Regions from separate parts of the Mus musculus genome. Here region 2 is linked to region 1. Evidence: chromatin contacts called from public HiChIP or PLAC-seq data. All regions are on one chromosome and are shown on one strand. The core of a region is the stretch at or near the end of the contact, and the rest is flanking DNA. Distances in the headings are between cores, read along the strand shown.

Region 1 (5,091 bases), core at 1,774-4,273:
GGTCACTTTTATTTTTTCTAAATGTAGTGAAATGTTAATACCTATTGTACTTATAGGTAAACCTTGCAAATATGTAACCTGTGTTGCGCAAATGCCGCATCAATTTGAGTGATTGTTAATGTTGTCTTAAAATTTCTTGATTGTGATACTGTGGTCATATGCCCGTGTTTGTCACTTACAAAAATGTTTACTATGAACACACAGAAATAAAAAATAGGCTAAATTCATATATATCTTGATATTTTTGTCTCTTTTATTAAGTAGAGCTAATTTGCAAAATACCATTCAACTTATAGGAAATTCAAAGGCTTTTTTAGCCAACCTGGAGTTTAAACTGCTCCTTTAATTTGAACTGAGACTCTAAAACTGAGAATAGCAGTTTTTCCCCCTTTGTGAACAATTTTTACCAAGAACAGGCTACTTAATAAATACTAGCTCTAAATGAAACCTAGGATTTTCAGATGATATCTTTGTTTTTGTAGATATGCAGCAAAGAAAGGTATTCAATTTTATATGCATAGCTGTTTATTCTGTACTTATTTTAAAGATCAGTTGATAGAATGTCCTTTATATATATTGTTTCAGGTATTTGTTTATAGAATTTGACAAACTATAAATAAATATATGTATATAGTTAGATATAAGTGAATAATGAGCAATATAGTATGATATATAATATATATTATATATGTATATTATATATATATATATATCCCTTCAGTTCAGGTACAATTTGTGCTATGAATGCTGCAAACATTTTTTTTAACTATTTGTATTTATACTTTCTAAGTCAGCATTTATTTTTCTGGCTTTTTACCCACAGTGAAAGAATTCTAATAAAGATTTGCTGAGTTGGATTATAGAGTTACTGAAGTGATCACCTGTTGTAATGATTTATAGACGGATGTTGATATTTATATTTTTAATTACATCAATTTAAAAGTCTAGTTATTCACAGTAAAATAGCCCTATCTCCCCCTCCATTTTTACATCATAGAGGTACTTGTTTGATTAGCTTTTTAATATATTTGTATAATTTAATTTACAGATGTGTTTCTTTTGCTTATACAGAACAAATTTTTGGTTTTAACTACAATATGCATATATATGAGATATATTAAGTGTATACATATGCATACATATGAAAATGAAAACTTTTCCAAATTGTCTCAAATAGCCCACTCACTATAATTCCAGAAAATAATTAGAAAACCTGAGTTAAAGGTTTAGTAATTAATTGGATCCTGTGGTGATTCTGTGGAAGGCAAGTTGTTCATTTGTTACATTTGTATAGTCTGAAATGTGTTCTGCAGTAATGCAATAAGCTGGCCACTTTTTACAATGGGTCCAGTGAAAAATAATCTGTCCCTAAGATGTTATCAGCAAACACTTAGAGAGTTGCTCAGGGGAAGAGGGGCAGTGAACCCAGTAGAGAAGCAGGTTGGCTAAAATTGATTTTAAATTTAGAATAGCTGATGTTGGGAAATGGGGATGGCTGGGTTGTGAATTGGAGAAAGGAAGAAGGGAGAAGGGGAGAAAGCGGGGAAGAGGGGAGAGAGATCTTATGAAATTTTAAAAAGCTGGAATCAAATTGAACAGAGAGAGATGGGCAAAATAGACTAGTTTGATTATCTCCATCTTAATGTGAGAATAGATTTTGCTTAGATATAAGTCTTTTTTTTTAATCTAACAGTTTTTTAAAAGTGAATCACACACACACACACACACAGACACACACACACAAGTAAGGGGGGAGGCAGGGAATGTGGGCTTAGGCAAAGAAATCTTCATTGCATAGCTGAGAGACAAACAGGGAAAGGCCTACATTTAGATTGGAGGAAAAATAGGATGACTATTGCTTGCTTCTGCTATGGGCTTTATTTATGGAATAAGTATGTACTACCACGGAGGAAACACAGTATTAACTATCAAAAGTTGAAAGGAAAGCTGAATTCACATAGTAAAACTAATAGATCTAGATATTTAAGAAACATTTCGTTGGTGAGTGTTTGCTCTCTGGACAGCATAAATGAACACTCCATACTTATTTATAATTTTATAAAATGTTTATTTAAAATATAGAGAAATATAATTTCAATGGCAATATTTTTTGTACTTTCAAGTCCATAATGAAGTTGACTTTTTGTATTTATGGAACTAGATATTGGAGTACAAGTGTGCTTTAGCCCATGTCTAATTTACTAATATAGACGATGTGATTGGAAGTTTGTTTATTAGGCTTCCTAGACATAAGCAAGAATGAGTGTATATATATATATATATATATATAATTTGGTAGAGGCCTTTTTGAAGCCCAGTCTATGAACATATTTTATTTCATTAATTTTTATATGATTGACCCTCCCTCAGGATATCCTCTTTTAAAAATGACAATTTGCTATAGTATTGATACATTTAATTTTGCTTCAGACCTGTTACAGTGTTTTACTGTGTATTGTCACCAACTTTTTGCTGATTGCAGTAAGTTCAGTGCAGACAAACACTTCTAAAACTCTTTGGAGATTATTTTTGCGTAGACTTATATTGCTTAAAATGAAGTAAAGACTGACCTTTTTGAAAATGATCACGATTTAAAAATTAAAACTCCAAATTGTAATATTACAGATTTAGTATTTCAATTGACATAATTGGAAGTTAATGAAACTGTTAGTACATAAACACAAGGAAATGATTTAAAATGCAACAGACAGGGAATTTCTTCCAAATATTTTTTTCTGTAATTGCAATACTGGAAATCAAGTTAGTCTAAAACTGTTCTGTACAAGTGTCCTGATGATAGTGAAGGTAGTCTTCCCGTGTCTTCTATGGCTGGAATCATAGCAAGAGCAGAAAGGAAAAAAAATCTGTCCTGAAGTGTATTGATTATAATATGTATTCAAGTTGGTACATATTTCACCCCAAAGAGATGGGCACATAAAATATATTAGAAGTCTATATAAAATTTTGATTTTTACAACATGTATTTTCTACTTTGTCATTGAGGATTTTGCATGCATTGAAATAATTTTAATTTTGATAAATTAATTTTGTGAGTAGCTAATATAGTTGGTTCTTTTTAAGGCTAAAAGCCTGTTGGAGAATTAGGTTAACAAACGGTGACGGTGAAGATCATTGCAGGTTTCAGTGCTGGCTGAGATGGGTTGCTGAGGTTGTGTAACTGTGTCTAGAGGGGCGGGGTTCCTGTACATTCCTACTTCAGCAGATAACCCTGTCCCCAGCCATACTCCAGCTTCTCCCAGACAGACGGAAATCTCCAGAGGAAAATCTGCACAGCCCTTCTAAGAAGCAGGGTAGGTAAACATTGAGTTTTAAAATTTCCCCTCATTATACTTCTACTCAAGGCCGGATCCTGAAGTTACAAAAAGAGTAGTGGTCATCTAAATTCTCTTTAGCAACAATATGACTGAGTTCTTCCTACTGTAAGAGTTAAAGGGTGTTAGCGATCTTCCAGATAGCTGGAAAATCCATTTTCGATTTTTCTTTTGCTTCCAATTTCCCTCTTTTCTCTCACCCCAATTGCCCTGCTTTACCATTCCTCCAGGAACTCCTCCCCTAAGCTCCAATAGTTAAAACCAAGCTATCTTTTAGTTTCCAGCTCCTAAATTGGCCCTTTCCCCCACTCAGTTCTTGAAGACTTTGTCCAGGAAATGTAGGCCCAGGGGCGCTGGGCTGCGGAATATATGACGTAGTGTTATGTTTTGTCTTCCTCCCTCCCTCCCGATTTGGTGCCCCCACCCCACCCCCCAATCCAAGGTTCTGCTCGATGTTATCGGAAGGCTGCTGAGGACTTGAGAACTGTGAACACTCTCACCAGGAGATCGGTAAGTGAAAGTCTCCCTGCCGCACGTGGTGGTGGGTGGTTAGCGTGTCCCACAGGCTACTGTGGATGTACCCTTAAATCTAGACTCTTGGAGGCTTAAGTGTTCTTTTTTCCCACTTGGAAATTGTTCCAAGCGAGTAGATTCTCACAGCCATAGGTGGATGAATGCGTGATTTGTCCACGTGGGCAGAAATCATGGTGGCTGCCTAGGTAAAGAGGATTTAGATATTTCAAAGAAGGAAAAAAAGAAGATAAATTTATATGGAGAAGGCAATGGGATACTCTAGTATGTACAGAAGTGTAAGGTATTTCGTTTAATGGAGAAATTTCTGAATTTCATGGCTGCTTCAGAGAACAAGGAAATTTAATGTTCAAACCTGGGATCGTTGGCATAAAGACTTTTTTTTAATATCATTAAGAACCAATCTCTCTCTCTCTCTCTCTCTCTCTCTCTCTCTCTCTCTCTCTCTCTCTCTCTCTCTCTCTCCCTCTCTCTCTCTCTCATGCTTTCTTTTCTACTTTCACACTGGCATTGCCAGCCTCACCCAGTGCGGGCCCTCTTTCCTCAGTTCCTTTGGCTGCGACAAGCTATGGTCTCTACAGGACTAAGCGGATCTGGTGCAGGTCGAGTTCAGAGCCACTTGAGAGAAGGAGACTTCTTGGTCTCACAGAGGAGGAAAAAAAAATCGAGGGAAATGAGCACCGTTCTGGGCTTGACTTTGTCCCTGTTGGGAATAGCTCAGTTCCCGGCTTTGGAAATCTCAGGAAAATAATTGATTTTTAATGCACACTTAGGAGCCAGCGTTGTATGCTCCAGAGTCTGGCTGTCCCACGGTGGCTGCGAGCGCGCCAGACTCTGGCTGACTCCTCCCGAAGCTCCGGAGAGAGGCCGGGCTGCGGTGTCGGGATGGCCTGCCCTGGGACTATGGACTCGGACTGGCTTTGTCGAGGGCGCTGGGCTGGACTCCAAGTAGAGCGGCAGGACTCGGTCCGGAGTTGAGGTCTCGGGTTAGGGACTAACAACAGAACATGCTATTAGAACATGGACCAGGCAGTAGAGCTAGCTGGGGCTGCTCGGCTGCAAGGCCTGTTCTGGGCCCGCGTTCAGATAGCACTTGCGGGCCTCCCTGCCCAATGAGCCGCGCTGCTGGCGAGCAGCAACGCGAGGGCGCTCTAGCCCAGGACACCGCCGCCGCTTGGGGAACTGGTTTCCCAGAGCTGCGGACGCAGGCTCCCCTACCTTACCCTTC
Region 2 (5,121 bases), core at 769-3,268, 2.2 Mb after region 1:
AGAGCCAGATCTGCCTCTCCCTCTGGCTCTGAAGACCGGTCTCTAAAAGCACATATTTTTCCCTCCATATATTTATGGTGAACATGAAAAACAAACTAACTGAGGAAAAGAAATATCACCCGGACTCCTCCACCCTCCTTGGTTGGTCTTTCCAAAAGAATAAAAATAAATAAAGACTTAACTTCTCTTAAATGTTTCAAAACAAAATAATTAAAATGCCTGGGTAAACAGCCATGAAACTTAATGAGCTATTTCCTCCATTTCTTAAGTCACAGACTCAGGGTCTATCATGGAAATAGCTGCAGGAATTTGATTCTGCCAGATCATGGTGGACTGGCATCAGGGACTGTGCCCTGCAGGGACTCTTTCTCTGCCTTGCACCCCATTTGACCATGCTGCCTGAGTTGCTGCCTAGCAACTAATTATACAAGATCACGACAATTTCCCGGGCCTGACTGGAGGAACCTGTCCAACCCTGGCGTAGGACACACAAAGAACAATCATGAAAAGGACAGCTTTAATTGTCTTCATCTTCAATTTTTCTTCCAAGAAAACTATCAAGGATGGTTAGGTAGACTCCTGAGAAAATCACAATTCTCTCATGAAAGAGATCAAATCTTTCAAGCAGCCATGAAAAAGAAAAAGAAACACCGAGTACTTCCCAAATCACCGACCAAGCAATTTTGTCCCTTCTCAGAAGACAGCCAAGTGATAAAAGAAATGCCTGGTAAAACCACGGAGGCATTCTGTCAGCCCAGGCAAGGGCTGTTCAGCTGACGCACACTTCAGCATAGTCACACCTCCACATCATGCACTAGTGTAGGACTCCACGTACATAAATGTCCAAGTCTATAGGGAGAGGAAGTGGACTGCTGAGGTCATGTGGTGGAGAGGAAAGGGCGTGCCGGCTCTTCACCAGGAGGCATCATTTTGGATGTGATTGAATATTCTGAAATTGATCTACGGTGAGGATCATAAACTTTCTAGAAGTCACTGAATCCTGTCTTTTAAATGGATGGATTCTATGACATAAATTATAGCTGAATAAAGCTACATTTAAAACAGGTATTGTAACCAGGTGTGATTGGTCCATCCGTGGCACTGCGGAAGGCTGAGGCAGGATACAATGAATTCAAAGTCATCTTAGACTACCTTAAAACCATGGCTCAAAAAACCAAAATCAAAACAACAACAACAACAACAACAAAAACCTAAAGCAGGGGCTGTCCAGGTCTGAAATTCCTCTGCTACCTTGCAGGTCTGTCATGAACACGCCCTATGTGTTTTGTTCTTTCTCTATGCCCATCATGAAAAGTTGCTATAATTGAAATGCGGAGCACATACTACCACATCTAAAGTTCCATAGAATCACCAGATTTGAGACTAGAAACACAAACAAGGAATCTTTCCTAATCTGGAGAAAGAGGAAGAAAAAAAGAAATGTAACTATTGTCTGGAGGTTAGGAGCACTCTACAATGTACCTACTCTTTACAACAAATGACCCATCAGGGAAAACCGTTTTCCACCTGAAAATAAGTCCAGAGGCCGAGCCCCTAAGACAAGTTTTCCATAACATTTATCAAATGCTGCTTGGTTTTACTTTTAAAGTAGGCACTGTTCCCCACGGGGCGCGAAGCTGGGAAGTTTTGTTCTCAGAACCGGGTGGCTTGGCTGCTCTGCACCCTGCTGAGCCCCTCAATTCCCTCAAGGCGGCTCCTAAGACCGTCTCTGTCCAGTACCCTGCACGCCCTAAGTGTCCCTAGGCGTTTCCCCAAACGCGCTCCGACGCCTTTTCCCATCAAGTCCCCGGACACCACAGGCGACCTTCACGCCTCCCCAGAGAACCCCACACCGCAGGAAGAGGCGCCAGTCCGCTGGCCTCCCCCGGGGACCGTCGGGGGGGGGGGGCGAGGGAGGAGCTGGCCGGCCACCGCCCTACGGGGGCGGGAGGGGGAGGGCTGGGGACCGCTCCTAGCCCCTGCTGGCGCCCCCCGCACAGTGCTCATGCGCGCCGCCCGTCTTTATAGCGGCCACGGAGCCGCGCTTGCCGCACTCGGGTGTAGCCGGGCGGATCCCACGCAGGTGCGGGACCCGGGGAGGTGCATAGGGTCTGTGCCTCTGCCTGTGTGTCCTGGCGTACCCCACGCTGGTCCGAGGTGGCACAGCGCGTCTGGAGCTGCTCGAACTGCAGCGGTCGGGTTCTCCCGCCTTCGCCGGCTTCCGAGGAGCGCAGGGCCGTGCGGTCCCCGGCGAACCTCGTTCACGCCTCACTCTCCCGCAGGTCCACGGAGATCCTCGCCATGCCCTCGTCCAGGATCCCTGCTCTCTGCCTCGGTGGGTACACTCCCATCCCCTACCCCTCGCCCTCTCGCGCGGGCGGAGGCTGTAGCCACCTCGCTGTCCTCTCTCCGCAGGTGCGTGGCTGCTGCTGCTGCTGCTGCCCCGGTTCGCGCGCGCCGAGGGAGCGGGTGAGTTAGGTGCGGGAGGAGGGAGATGGGGAGGACAGGGTCAGTTCCCGCAGGCTAGGGACCTGCGTAGGGATGCGGGGCTGCAGAGGCGGAGACCCGCCCTCACCCATCTCCAGCGCAGCCCTCGGGCTTGCCTGTTTTTCCACGCCAGGGTCCCCGGGGTCCGTTTGTGCCTCCTTCCCGGGAGCACGCCACCTAGCCCCGGGACCATTCGTCCCGAGTTACTCCGTTGTTTTCCGGGCTGGGGACAACTGTTTGGTCCCAGCCCACAGAGGAGGGCTGCTCACATCCTGGTCCCACCTAATCCGATCACCTCGCTGTGCTGTGCGTTTGTGCTTGTAACCCCTTTGGAAAACAGCGTCGGCGGTTCCTATATCTATCTCCCTGGGAGCCTCAAAAGAGTTTGTTCCACGTGTAGAAGTCCGAGTGTGGTTCGGTGTCTTTTCTGCGATGTAAGAGAGTTTCGCTTCTAAAATCTTACGCTTGCTTTTCTTCAAAGTAGAAATGGTAAGTACCTTTTGCCCAACAAAGCAAGTGTTAGCAGCTCCGGACAATCTCGGTCCTGGATTCCAGAGTCGTTGTCGCCCCACTCCCACCTACCCCCACCCCCGTCGCTGAAAAGGGAAAAGATTTGGGTTATTTCATAGAGTTGCAAGGCTCCTATTTGAAGTTAGGATTTTAACCGAGCCTGAAGAATTGATATTGCACCTTGCGTCTTCCCTTTTCTTCCGTGGTCCAGGCAAGGATCCTTGGCAGAGGCAAATTACTCAACTTTTAAAACCATCCTTTCTTGCCTCGTGGGAGAGACTTTTTTTTTTTTTAAATTGGTCCGACTGACTGTAAGATTTAAGCATATTAGCAGTGCTTTCTTTTAAAAAAAAAAAGGGGGGGGGTGCTGCCTTCCATATTCCTTTGGACAGATCTGGAGGAGATACAATCAGATTCAAGTAGAGGACTAATTTCCTTGTGTCCTAGCCTTTGGGATTTGCGGCGTGCTCCGTAGGCTAATTAACTCTATGACTTTCATTTCCTCAATTGTAAAATATATGATCCAGGCACCTGTTAACTGGTTGGTTTATGTGAATGTGGGACTGTAAAGCCCTGACTGTATCAGGTAATGGGCCAGACAGCCCCCTGGGAAGGGTAGCTGAAGACGTTTGCATTTGTCTATGAAGACACTCCACAAAGGCTCAATACAGATGTACCGTCATCATAAATAACTGGAAAGAGTTCATCACAATTAAGATCTTTTTTTATTTCTAGGTCAAAGACTAATGCTATTTTCTCATTCTGATGCACTTTTTCAATTACATTTTCCAAATTGATGAAGAACTGGAAACAATGTCACATTAGATATCTGTAGTAACTTGGCCCTAGATTAAATTGGAAACCCCTTTGGGCTTGCTAATATCTAAAACGGTGTCAACATTTAAGTCGGTGTTTTGGCAGAAGTATAGAAATTGGGGGAATAAATAGAATCCCTGCAATACTTCCCCCGTAAAGCAGCCCAGGAGCTCTTACAGGACACACCCTTTCTCTTCAGTTCCCATTCCTGTCACCTGCTTTACCAGAGGCCTGGATATCCGAAAAGAGAAAGCAGATGTTCTCTGCCCAGGAGGCTGCTCTCTTGAGGAATTCTCTGTGTTTGGGAACATAGTGTATGCGTCAGTGTCCAGCATCTGCGGCGCTGCTGTCCATAGGTAAGCCGGAGCCCACGGGAAGGGCGTGGCGGTGCCAACTGGCACACGTGTGATTGTTTCCTTTCCAACTTAAGCTGTGTGGACCCCTCTCCTACCTGCTTGCTTCTTCTTGGTGCCAATTTTGGCCATAGTTTTGAGATTTTCGTGAGTATTCCTGCATGACCTAATGTGCAAGGGAAACTTTCTGACAATGAGCAGAGTACATTGTTTTTTGTTGTTTTGTTTGTTTGTTTGTGTGCGTGCGTGCTCACGGGCACCCATGTGCACCCATGGAGGACTGTTGAGAGGGTTTGAAGGTGGAATTACATGTGTTTGTGAATTACCTCACAGTGCTATGAACTGAACTTGGGGCTTCTGGAAGAGCAGCCAGCTCTCTTAAACACCGAGCCATTCCTCCAGCCCAGCATTAGTGCGCGATGGCCACATTTCTATAATTCTAAAATATTCCTCATCGTGTCATATATAGTAGGGTTTTTTATACTACACACCCTGTCGTTTTAACTTCCACCACAAGTCTTACAGTAGACACAGCCTTGTTCTGGTTTTCACATGAGACTGAACTCAGGGTTGTCAAATATCTTGCTGATGTCACTCTGGTAATCCAATACCATGCCATCCTACAGTAGAGGCAGGGTATGATTCTTTTTTTAAATACAGGTCAAGGGCACATGTGGTTAACTCTTTAAGAAATTTCATGCCTCTTTATTAAGTCTGAACCTCTGAAATGTAGGAAACAGGATATCAGTGTATTCTTATCACCCCTTTTAAAAAGTTTGACAATACAAAGTCATTTTCCCAGACATACTTGGTTCTGTGTAAGCAGGTCTTCAAGGGCCAGCAGCAAGCATCCTTAGGCAACTAACTTCGCCACCCAGCTGTTTTCTTGACCAATGTAAGCAACAGATGGCTATGTCTATTGGGTAGTGTCTCAGCTGTAATTCTTGCCTGGCAG

What was found. HiChIP or PLAC-seq counts read pairs in DNA pulled down with a chosen protein or histone mark.
Region 2: an H3K4me3 HiChIP or PLAC-seq map of stem cell-derived neural progenitor cells shows a contact between it and region 1, with 4 times the contacts expected there. The contact joins the promoter of Coch here to the promoter of 3110039M20Rik in region 1. A contact is called at or near these places in 6 of 39 promoter capture datasets (cranial neural crest, embryonic stem cells, frontonasal cranial neural crest and 3 more), 1 of 484 Hi-C or Micro-C datasets (cerebellum) and 1 of 115 datasets of contacts at active chromatin or transcription factors (stem cell-derived neural progenitor cells).

Annotation. Positions count from the first base shown.
Region 1 is chr12:49,386,629-49,391,719 of GRCm38.p6, forward strand. It overlaps 3110039M20Rik (RIKEN cDNA 3110039M20 gene), which reads left to right and starts at 3,024. Exons shown (of 3, transcript NR_026733.1): 1 at 3,024-3,311; 2 at 3,775-3,842. Foxg1 (forkhead box G1) reads left to right here. Exons shown (of 2, transcript NM_008241.2): 2 at 1-239.
Region 2 is chr12:51,591,323-51,596,443 of GRCm38.p6, forward strand. Coch (cochlin) reads left to right here and starts at 2,019. Exons shown (of 12, transcript NM_001198835.1): 1 at 2,019-2,083; 2 at 2,283-2,335; 3 at 2,416-2,469; 4 at 4,013-4,169. The coding sequence starts at 2,302.